Linked DNA regions of Sus scrofa: region 1 is linked to region 2. The links are chromatin contacts, called in public HiChIP or PLAC-seq maps. All regions are on one chromosome and are shown on one strand. Each heading gives the region's core, a stretch centred on a gene start, on an enhancer-like site or on the middle of the called end of the contact. The rest is flanking DNA. Distances are from core to core; before and after follow the strand shown.

Evidence for each region. HiChIP or PLAC-seq counts read pairs in DNA pulled down with a chosen protein or histone mark.
Region 1: an H3K27ac HiChIP or PLAC-seq map of alveolar macrophages shows a contact between it and region 2. The contact joins the promoter of GPD2 here to the promoter of NR4A2 in region 2. A contact is called at or near these places in 2 of 5 promoter capture datasets (fetal liver and liver), 14 of 47 Hi-C or Micro-C datasets (alveolar macrophages, brain, embryonic fibroblasts and 8 more) and 2 of 2 datasets of contacts at active chromatin or transcription factors (alveolar macrophages and skeletal muscle).

What each region holds. Positions count from the first base shown.
Region 1 is chr15:63,588,681-63,594,480 of Sscrofa11.1, forward strand. GPD2 (glycerol-3-phosphate dehydrogenase, mitochondrial) reads left to right here and starts at 4,043. Exons shown (of 17, transcript XM_021075780.1): 1 at 4,043-4,229.
Region 2 is chr15:63,491,194-63,496,387 of Sscrofa11.1, forward strand. It overlaps NR4A2 (nuclear receptor subfamily 4 group A member 2), which reads right to left and starts at 2,110. Exons shown (of 7, transcript NM_001190276.1): 1 at 2,053-2,110; 2 at 702-1,567. The coding sequence starts at 1,565.

The DNA of each region.
Region 1 (5,800 bases), core at 2,793-5,292, 99 kb after region 2:
CATTTCATAAATTTTCTTACGAGCTTTGGTAACCAACGAAAGATTTTTCTCTCTAGAAAGGGGCAGTGACTAAGAGTTGACCCTGGGCATGTGGTGGATAGTCATAAAAAAGCATGTAATAGTACCAGCAGTGGAAGGTTCCCCATACTGGGTAAGGTAAAACTCACCCCAAGCAGTTGGGTTTAGATGTCTCAGCAGCAGGGAACCTACTCCCCAGGCTTAGGGAGGGAAGAACTTCTCCCTTGTTTTGTTACAACAGAATATAGAAAATAAGCCAAATTTACCTAATAACACTACAAACAAAAGCAAGATAAATTAATGGTGGGCAAACCTAGGCTTTGTTAAGGTAGGAATGAATGAAAAGGGGAAAGCTTTTTACATTTCGGTAATCATGTGAGCCTGAAAACCTATGATAGTCCTGAAGTTTTTGTAGGCACAGGAGAAGAGTTAGGTGGCACCAAAGTTATTTGACACTCAGTCTGAAAGACAGTAAACATAGTTTCATTCCAAATGCTGAGTCATGCTTATGATGACAAGGAGAAATACTTAAGACTCTTAACTTCCCTGAGATATTCGTTGTCAGTAGATCGCCTTCTGTTGAAATAATTACTTCACAGTTTTAAAACTTGATTATGATAAGTGCTTCCCCTCCTACACTCTCACTCAGTTTTCTCCCTTTTTAGCCCCCAACATGTTTATTTGTTCAGTTTTATTTTAATTCCATGTTGCAGCAAGTGCATGCATGTGTGTGTGCGTGTGTTTGTGTGTGTGTGGGCAAGGAGGTTTTTTTTTTTTTTTTGTCTTTTTGCCATTTCTTGGGCCGCTCCCATGGCATATGGAGGTTCCCAGGCTAGGGGTCTAATCGGAGCTGTAGCCACCAGCCTATGCCAGGGCAACTTGGGATCTGAGCCGTGTCTGCAACCTACACCACAGCTCACGGCAACGCCAGATCCTTAAACCAACAAGCAAGGCCAGGGATCGAACCTGCAACCTCATGGTTCCTAGTTGGATTCGTTAACCACTGCCACGACGGGAACACCTTTTTTTTTTTAATATTGTTTGTGGATCTAGTGTAATAATTCTGAAGAGTAATTCTTAAATTAACAATTATCTCTTCCCCACAAAATTATTTTTTTTAATTTTTTGTCTTTTTAGGGCTGCACCTGTGGAATGTGGAAGTTCCCAGGTAGCGGTCTAATAGGAGCTGTAGGTGCTGGCCTACACCACAGCCACAGCAAAGCAGGATCCGAGCCATGTCTGTGACCTACACCACAGCTCACGGCAACCCTGGATCCTTAACTCATTGAGCGAAGCCAGGGATCAAACCCACGTCCTCATGAATACTAGTTGGGTTGTTTCTGCTGAGCCACTATGGGAAATTCCTCACAAAATTATCTTAATACTGAAAAAAAAATTGCTTAGGCATATGGGAAATTTCACTCCTGTTAGATAATTCAATCAGCAAACTCCGTGGAATTCTTTTTTTTTTTTTTTTTTGGTCTTTTTAGGGCTGCACTCGTGGCATATGTAAGTTTCCATGCAAGGGGGGTCGAATTGGAGCCTCAGCTTCCAGCCTACGCCACAGTTACAGAAATGCCAGATATGAACCTTGTCTAAGACCTACATCTCAGCTCATGGCAACACCAGATCCCTGACCCATTGAACGAGGCCAATGATTGAATCCACATCCTCATGGATACTAATCGAATTCATTTCTGCTGTGCCACAATGAGAACTCCTCAGTGGAATTCTTATCATAATAAGGAAGACACAGGAGTTCCCATTGTGGCACAGTGGTTAACGAATCTGACTAGGAACCATGAGGTTGTGGGTTTGATCCCTGGCCTTGCTCAGTGGGTTAAGGATCCAGCATTGCCGTGAGCTGTGATGTAGGTTGCAGAGGTGGCTCGGATCCCGAGTTGCTGTGGCCCTGGTGTAGGCCGGCAGCTGCGGCTCTGATTGGACCCCTAGTCTGGGAAACTCCATATGCCTTGGAAGTGGCCTTATAAAAGGCAAAAAGACAAAAGAAAAAAAATTTGAAAAAAATAAGGAAGACACAGGGGCAGAAAGAGACAGGGGGAAAGCCACTTTAAGTACTCATAAATCATATCCTCAATTTTAAAGCGTTATGTTTAAGGCTAAAGGAAAATTTTATTTTTACGCTTAATTCTTTCTAGAAAATATTGATGGAGTAAATGTGGAGTACTTCTTGATTGTGTACGTCTCTGTGGCTCTTAAAGCAGAAGTATTATAAACCTCTGCATTTAAAAATTATCCACTATATACATTTAATGTTTTAAAACCACTTTTGTCTTGAATAAAAGTGGATGGTTAACCTATGTTGAATAATTACAAATCTGCTATGTGTTTATGCATGGGACATAACTATTTTATAACAATCTCTAATTTTAAAAAATTGTTTTTCAAGGCTTTAGCTGAGATTGGTTGTGTCTGAAACATGGGGAAGAAGAGGGCTGAGGTAGGTCGTTTAGAATGAAAAGATCTAGAGTTAAGTTGTATGTTTATCATGTTAAGCTTTCTTATCTCTCCTCCCTTAAGCCCTCCCATTTTTTCCTTCAATGCCTTTCCTGAATTCCACTGATGTCTAGTGTCCTTCTGCTTTCCTCTGGTTGCTTTGGGCCCCAAGTTTGGCAAGTGAAATCATGACTGATGCTTCTGACTTTCCTTTCCTTAAAATTCTCTACCTCCCCCCGTCCTATTCTGTCAGGGTCAGACTTGTATTGGACCATCATGGATGGTCACAGCTTATTGATGAGATCTGAATCCCTCCTGGCTTGTTAGCTAGCAAGGTGATTAGGACTTGTGGGGAAAATAAACCGTGGACATAACAGGGCCTAGAACAAATCTTACCCTAGGCATTCATTTCATACCAATAAACAATGATCAAATATCTATTACGCTACAGGCACTGTGCTAGGCACCGAAGTACAAAAGTGAATAATAATAGGTGGTCTCCAAGTACTGAAATGTTCCTGGAGAATTAGTGGGAAGGTAATCCTGGACTGGCATCAGAAATCAACATGATTATTACTTTTCTGTGTAACATGTTGTTCACATCTTTAGAATATGAAAACATGTAAAAGCAATGATCTATTACAGGGGTTCTCAACCCTGCCTGGGTGCTCATGTGAGTCATCTGGGGGAGCTTTCAACAGTGGTTCTCAAGAGATATCGTGCATCTGAATCTCTGGAATGACTTGTTCAATCAGCTAGGCCCTGGCCCCAGAATTCTCTGGTAATGCCCACTTCCGCTGGCTCCCCCAGGTACACTTTGAGACACACAGTTTTAAAATATAAAGATTTCTAGGTTCCATCGTGGACTGATTCCATGGATCCAGGGGATGGGAACCTGGCACTGATCATTTAATACCCCTCCCCCATCCCCCATGGTAATGTGTATCCAAGGCTGAGAACCACTGTTCCACTCGATAGACTACCCATTGGATGGGCTGGTTTCCTGGTACCATTTGAGACTCCATGAATCTACACATTTCCTGGTCAATTATAATAATTATTTGGAATGTAAAGAAATTAGTGAATGACTTAATAAATAATTGGCTGAAAAAAACCCATGCTTTCTATTCTTTGGAACTAATCTGGCTGCCCCCACCCCATTTTTCGAAAGGCCTTTCCAACTCTTCCTGGGTATTTTCCAATAGCACCACGGTAGAAACATTATGTGCAAAGCTCCCAGAGATCTTCGTGGGAAAGACCTTAAAGAAATGGATCCATTTGAACCCCATCTTAGCCTTCCTTGGGTCCCCTCGAGCTCCTCTAGCACTTGGAGTTTCCAACAAGTGAGCTGGGCATGCTCAGTGGGCAGGGTCGGATTTGGGGTACAACGGGGAAGCCTGCTACTCTGCTGCCTGGGCTCTCCCCTCCCCCCACCTGTACAAGGCTGGGCCTGAGGAGCCTAAGCTCAGCATCCCGTCCCCTAAAGCTTGGGTTTGATCTTCCCTGCGGGTCTCCCCGCTGACGCTGCCGGGTGGGGGGTGGGGGGCGGAGGCGCAGTGTCAGCAGGCCAGGAGCACCTCCAGAGAGCAGGGACGGGGGGACGGCGGGGGGGGGGGGAGCCCTGGCGAAGGCTTTGGCTCTGACAGTGGGGGCCCAGGGGTCCGTCGGCCTCTCCCAGACGCGTTTCTAGGCCAAGAAAAGGCTTTCTGCCGAATAGGGGAGGCCAGATTCGGGGGCAGGTGACGAGAAATCAGGTAAGCCAGCCCCGCCGGCCTTCGGGCAAGCGAGTGACTCCTCTCTCCCCGGCAGGTGTGAGGGATACCCTCAAGGCGGGGCGGGGGTAGGGGAGGGAGCCGAGAAAATCGAACACCTCCACAGTCTTTCTCCGGCCTAGCTCAGCCGGGACTTCCCAGCCCGCAAGCCGGCTGGCAAGGCGGGGTGGTGGGTCTGGAGTGCGGCCCGGCCAGGGCCCAGGGCAGGAACTACAGCCTGGAGCGAGGACCACGCATCTGCCACGCCGCGGCCCCACCCGGCGGGCCCCATGGCCCGGTGGCCAGGTCTCGTCACGTTCATTGGGCGGCGGAGACCTCGCTCGCTTGCCTCCCGCTGGTTCACAGCGCTTCTCTCCCCACCCCCATCACCCCCCCCCCCCGCCTTCCCGGGCGGGGTCCCCCGCCTCCACTTCCGCGTTTCCCCGCTGGGCCGGAGGAGCCAGGGCCCGCGGTATCCGCCTGGATGAGGCAGCCGCGCCGCCAGGCTCGGCCCTCGGGGAGGGGAGCAGGAGGAGGAGCGGGAGGAGCAAGTTGCCCGGGAGGCGGGGCGCGGCGGCGCTGGGCGCGTCGGGTTACACTTGCCCTGCCCTCCCCAGGGTGACATCCGCGCGCTCTTCGCCGCCGGTACCAGGGCCGAGGCTCTGATTCAGGGGGGAGGCAGACTCCGCCCCGGCCGGAGGAACCCAGTGCTCCTGCTCTTTCCCCTCGCGCGAGAGGACCAATCTCAGGTGTGTGCCTCCTAGGAGACCCCCCTGCCCCCGCCCCCTGGGTTGTAGCGGGGAATGGTCTCTCAATCACCTCCTGGAGTCCGGTGTTGGGGTGGGTGGTGGCGGAATCTGGGGCAAGATTTAGAACTTCACCTACAAACGTGGGTCAGTCTTAGATGGTTTAGGTGTTTACGTTTTGGAGGGCAGTGGGGTGTAATGCATTTTCCTCCTTAGTAAAGCAGCAGGACTTTTGGGCGAGGGTTGGTATCTAATTGAAAGTTTGCTGCAAACTTTCTGCTTGTGGATGTCGCCTGTCTTCTAAAAAAGGATTGTTGCTCCTTTCTGAAGCAAGAGAGGGAAAGATTCTAGAAGGGGACAGAGGCTTTTTGGAGATTTCACTTGCTGGAGTGCAGTTCCAGGAGGAAATGAAAGATGTACACTGATGGATTTAAAACAGCCCCAGCTCTGCCCGTAGTAACTTCTACGAGCAAAAAATAGATTTGCAGACTACTTTGGCTGTGAATGATCTTAGCCTTTGGTCCCTAGACAGCTATCCACCTTAAACTGAGGAGCATTTATTCCCTCCCCACCCCCCAAATGCCTTCCTAAGAAGTTCCAAAGAAATTTACAAATGCAAATTCTGAGTAGTCTTAGTGACAGGGGCCCACCCAAATTACAACACTTTATTGTGGGGGGTGGGGCAGGCTATGGAAATAGCCAACAGCTAATTTAGTTAGTTTTTATACTTGTATAAAATAGGTGGGAGAAAGAAGGGTAAGTTCCACTGAGTCTTCATTGCTTAAAACAAAACGTAATTTTGCATATGATCCCCAGTTTAATAGAAGT
Region 2 (5,194 bases), core at 860-3,359:
GCCATGATCCACACACACACTCCCCACAAACAAACACATACACAACTCCTTTTTAATTTTTGTCCTTTTCCTTGTCTTTCTCTTCTTTTTCCTCCCCCAGGGCATTTAACAGAAGAAAATTGATAGCGTTAACATTTGAGCTAACCTTGCCGCTCCTTGCTGTGTTTTATATGCCAAGAGAAAGAGAAGGAGACGCTCAGTAAATACAAATCCGTGGGCATTCATATTATTTACATTCCTTAGAGACCTTCTCTATTTAAAATGATAAGATTATTCAATCAGGATGGCGAAATAAAGAGATCACTTAATTTGACCATAGGGAATTCTGTTCCACTTGGTTAGCTCAGACACGGTTCTCTGTCCTAACCAATTTCAATCTGAACAGAGAAGACAGCTCCTAGCACATGCAAATGACCCTCTTCCAACTCAGCTACAGCAACTTCGGGCGGGGGCCTGCTGGGTCGGCTGCTTTCCGGGGATGAGACCTCGGGTCTTCCCGTCTTCCCAGTCCCCTTTCTCAGGCACCCAGAAGCCCCCGCAGCAGCCCAGGGTCGCCTGCAGGGCAGCCTCCACGGACCCCGGGAGTCGGAAGGTCAGAGATCAGCTGGGGCCAGACGCCTGCACCCCGGCGGAGAGTACTCTCTGAGGCTCTGGGCACTAGGGGGCCCCTACCTGTCTCCTCAGTCCCGGTTCTGGCTCACCTTAAAGAACCCTTTGCAACCCTCACAGGTGCGCACGCCGTAGTGCTGGCAGGCCGCGTTGTCCCCGCACACGGCGCACAGCCCCTCATTGGAGGGGGAGCCCCGCGACGGTGGCGAGGGCACCTGCGTGTCGAGCAGCTGCGACGCGTGGCTGATCTGCAGGCCGGGGAAGCCCATGGACGCGGGCTTTCGGATGGGGTTGGGCACAGCGAACGTCTGCCCGTCCACCACGTGGTGGCTGCCCGCCGGCTCTGGGTTCATGGGAACGTGCAGGGGCCCGTCGAAGCGCATCTGGCAGCTAGACACGGGGGTGCCGGGGGGCGACTGCTTAAAGGAGAAGAGGGAGAGGCGGGAGACCGGCGTTTTCCTCTGCTCGATCATGTGCGTGGTGGCCACGTAGTTCTGGTGGAAGTTGTGGAGCGAGCCTGGGTCGTCCCACATGGGGCTGTGCTGCACCTGGAAGCCCGGGGTGGTGGGCGTCGGGGGCGAGGAGGGCTTGTAGTAAACCGACCCGGAGTGCGGCATCATCTCCTCGGACTGGGGGGGCAGGTGGCTGTGTTGCTGGTAGTTGTGCATCTGAATGTCTTCTACCTTAATGGAGGACTGCTGTCCGGACAGGGGCATTTGGTACAAGCAAGGTGGCTTGACGTCGTAGCCTGTGCTGTAGTTGTCCATAAAGGTACTGAAGCTGGGGAGAGAAGTGGTGGCAGTGATTTCAGTGTTGGTGAGGTCCATGCTAAACTTGACAAACTCTGGAGTTAAGAAATCGGAGCTGTATTCTCCCGAAGAGTGGTAACTGTAGCTCTGAGAAGCGGGGCTGGCTCCTTGAGGCGAGGACCCATACTGCGCCTGAACACAAGGCATGGCTGGAAATGAAACAGGGTAATATACACTCAGCCTGGTCAACTGAACACTTTCTCCCGGGCTCGGGTACACCTGGAGCTACACCGGCAGCCCGCGGCGGTCGGAGAGCGCGTAGGGGCGCGAGAGGAAGGGCAGAGAGCGCGAAGACTGCGGAGCAAAACAGTACAGGGCAAGGAAAGGCTGATCCAGTCAAAAGCTAGAATTAGAAAACTACTAGGGTCTCCATTCCCAGATATTTCCAACGCTTCCCCCTTCACCCCTTCTTCCGAGCAACCCTGCTCCAAGGAGCCTTTCCTCTGAAGCTCGAGTTCAGCAAGCCCAATCTAGAAATCAAGTTGAATTGCACAATGAGAAACTTGTTCCTGAAGGCGATGGGTTGGGAAAAAACTTAAGTTACAGGGTTTGCTGAGAAAGATCGCATTGCCCTGTTTCTGGACGTTTAAGGAACTCGGGGGAGGAAAGGGGGAAAAAATAATATTGCACTAACCTTCAGCCGAGTTACAGGCGTTTTCGAGAAAATTAAAGGTGGACAGTGTCGTAATTCAATGAAGGACAAAGTTTCCAAGATCTTTAGAAAAGCAGTGGAGAGCCCAGCCTGTTGGATCTCCTCCCTGAAATAAAGACACAGGAAGCCTCAGGGTGACTTTCCCTGACAGATTTGGCTGTTGGCTGGGCATCTGTATCACTAAGCAGGCCCTTCTAAGCCCTTCTTGACTGTTTAATTGGAAATCAGTGTGTAGCCTTTACCAAACTTAGCAGTTAATATGAATGTGCAAAAGAGATGGCTGGAAACAACAGAAAAATTCAGCCATTGACTCAAATCCTTCTGAGAGAGAGAGTTCTGAAGGAGGAAAGGAATTCCATGTGCTTATTTAATACTTATGTTGAAATAAATTGGCCCTTTTTCTAGGGTGGGGGGGTGGGAAGGGAGTGTCATTTCCATTTTAGTTTAATTCGGAACTAAGAAGAAACTAGGGTTTAATTAAAGTATACCATTGGAACCTTCTCTTAACCCCCCCCCCCATGGGTGAAATTGGCTTCTTTTTTAAGGCGGGGGGAGAAAGTAGAAGTCAAGAATATAAAATGTGAAAACAATCTCTCCCTCCACCCCTAGGAGTTACAAAATGTTAGCAAGGCCTGGGTAGCCCTGAAGGCAATCTGAATGGAAACATCTGGATTTCCTAAGAGCTTTTGACAGAGTACTAGGTTTGGGGATACAGGTGAATTGGCACTCACTTTTCCAGGAAGTTGGTCTTTCATCTTAAACTGCCAAGGAATGGAAAGAAGGGGCCCTATTTTTCCAGGAGCATCTTAGGTCAGTTGTAGAGAGAGAGAAATAACTACTTATCCAAAATTGGCACCAGTGTTAGAAGTACCTCTCCACATAGCAAGCTGAGCACCTTCCCTATCCAGCCTTCCACAGTCTTGCTGGAACAAGGCATTCTTGTGTTCTAGTAATTTTCAGACGTTCCCACTTAGAAGGCATTCTAGAGCATAGATAATTTTATTACTAATAAAAAAGAAAGCCAAACACCCAATCCTTCTGTTCTCCTTGCTCACATCCCTTCATAATCTTGCTTCATGGGGGAGGGAGGATAATCAGAAAAAGTAGAAAGAAAGGAGACTCTTGACCCTCATAGCACTTGACAGATATGACTGGCTGGAATATTAACCCTCTGGTAACTTCGCAGCTTCAGAGCTGTACTCTTTAAATATTCTGTCTGTCTCTGTCTCTGACAAATTCACATACCATACGCAAGCGCAGCATAGATTAAAACCAGAAATTTCAAGCAACTTAGTAACAGGTCACTCTACCAACTGCCCCCCCATTACCCAATAATACCCAGGAAACCTGGGCACGCTGGCCAGCCGCGGTGACACAGTTCCCAAGCAACACATAAACTGAAGAACTTACTCCCTGTTACTTTGTATGCAGCGTCCAGGCCTCCCGTAAACACAGAACTTGGAGTCTACGTGTTCAAAGACCATAATCAAATCTGCACTAAGAGCAAACTTTATGCACATTTCCGCGGCAAGTCCGCAACTCCCCAAACTATGCAAGCCTCCCTTCCACTTCCACCAATGAGGAGCCTGGAAGCCTCTGCTGAGTGGCAAAGCTGAGTTCCGACAAATGTCCTCTGTAGCTGCGCACACCTACTCCCAGCGCTCCGGCCCCACTCGCGTTCCGCGCTTCTAGCGCCCACTTCCAAGAGAACCTGCGCCATACAAACGGATGGAAGAGACACGCAAAAGGAGAAGGAAGGCTAAAGAACGCCAGCCGTATGGGCTGCACCTACTCACTTAGGAGTTCCCCGCGTCTCTCTTCATTCATTCAACTCAGCCGAAGTGTAGTTCCCTCTGAAGTCGGGGCGTCAGGGTCAGGGAGGGGTGGGCGATAGGGGCGATGGGAGCTGCGACGCCGAGAGCAGGGAGGGAGCAGGGGAAAGCGGCCGGCTGGGCAGGCGAACGGGACCGCGGAGCAGAGCGCGAGCCACCGGGCGGACTGGCCCTGGCCGCCAATGTGCCTTTGTTTATGTGGCTCGCGCTGCCGCTGCCAACATTCACCTAAAGTCTCCGCGCGTCAGCGCGCGTCAGCGGCCCGCCGCCCAATCGCCGCGCCGCCGCGCTCCCCAGACTCCTGGCCGGCGCTCGCTTTGGTATATTTCCGACCTGACGTCACGAGCAGGGCAGATTTTAAGGTGGGAACCGTTCAGGGTTCACCTTGGTAGCCAGCTAGGTTTTTTTTTTTTTTTTTTTTTTTCTTTTTCCGAAAGAGGTGTGACCTCTCCACTCAAGTCAGCGCAGCCCGCAGCGCCTCGACATCTCACCTCACCTCCCCCCCTCAACCCCCGCGCCACTGCTGCTGCTCGGCCGCTCACACGTGGGGGAGGGTGCAACAAAAGCCTGGGCGGAAGGGAACCCAGACATGGGCCAGGTAGCCCGCACCTGGAATCGCACGAGATGGGGTGTGCCTGGCGGCGCCGTAACCTCACCCACCCACAATTGTCACAATTGTTAACGGAAGCGAATACAGATGTCCCATGACAAGAGATGTTCAGAGGGCTGAGGCACTTGGGATGGGATTTCCCTAGCCCAGTGCATCCTCCTTTTCTCTTTTTCCTGTCCCTGGCCTTACTCCTCTGGTGTGTGTGTGTGTGTGTGTGTGTGTGTGTGTGTGTGTGTGTGTGTTCTCCCCCTCCCTCCGTCTCTCCCTCCCTCCCATATTCTCTCTCTCCCTCTCTCATACACGCACACACACACCCCAAAGTGGAGAAGAGTGAGTAGGACCCATTTTCTGTGTTCCCTTCTTTCCCTGAAGTGCTCACGTGCGAGGGAGGACAGAGTGCCTGGGGAGAGGAGAGGAGAGCTGGGGGTAGACAGTGAACTAGCCCTACGGGGACCCCAAAAGTCAAAGTTAGGCGTCGCCCACTTTCCTCTTGCAGATAATGCAGCTGAGCCGCGGGCAACAGGTGTGCCTTCTGCAGAAAGGTGCTCCAGTCTCACCTTTTACCAACTCTCATACTCTGATACTCCTGGGTGCCTATCAACTCATACCATTCCACAAGTTTTAGGGAAATAAATCGACCCTCCTCTGCAGCACAAGGGCTTTCGCAGTCTCAATCTGAGAG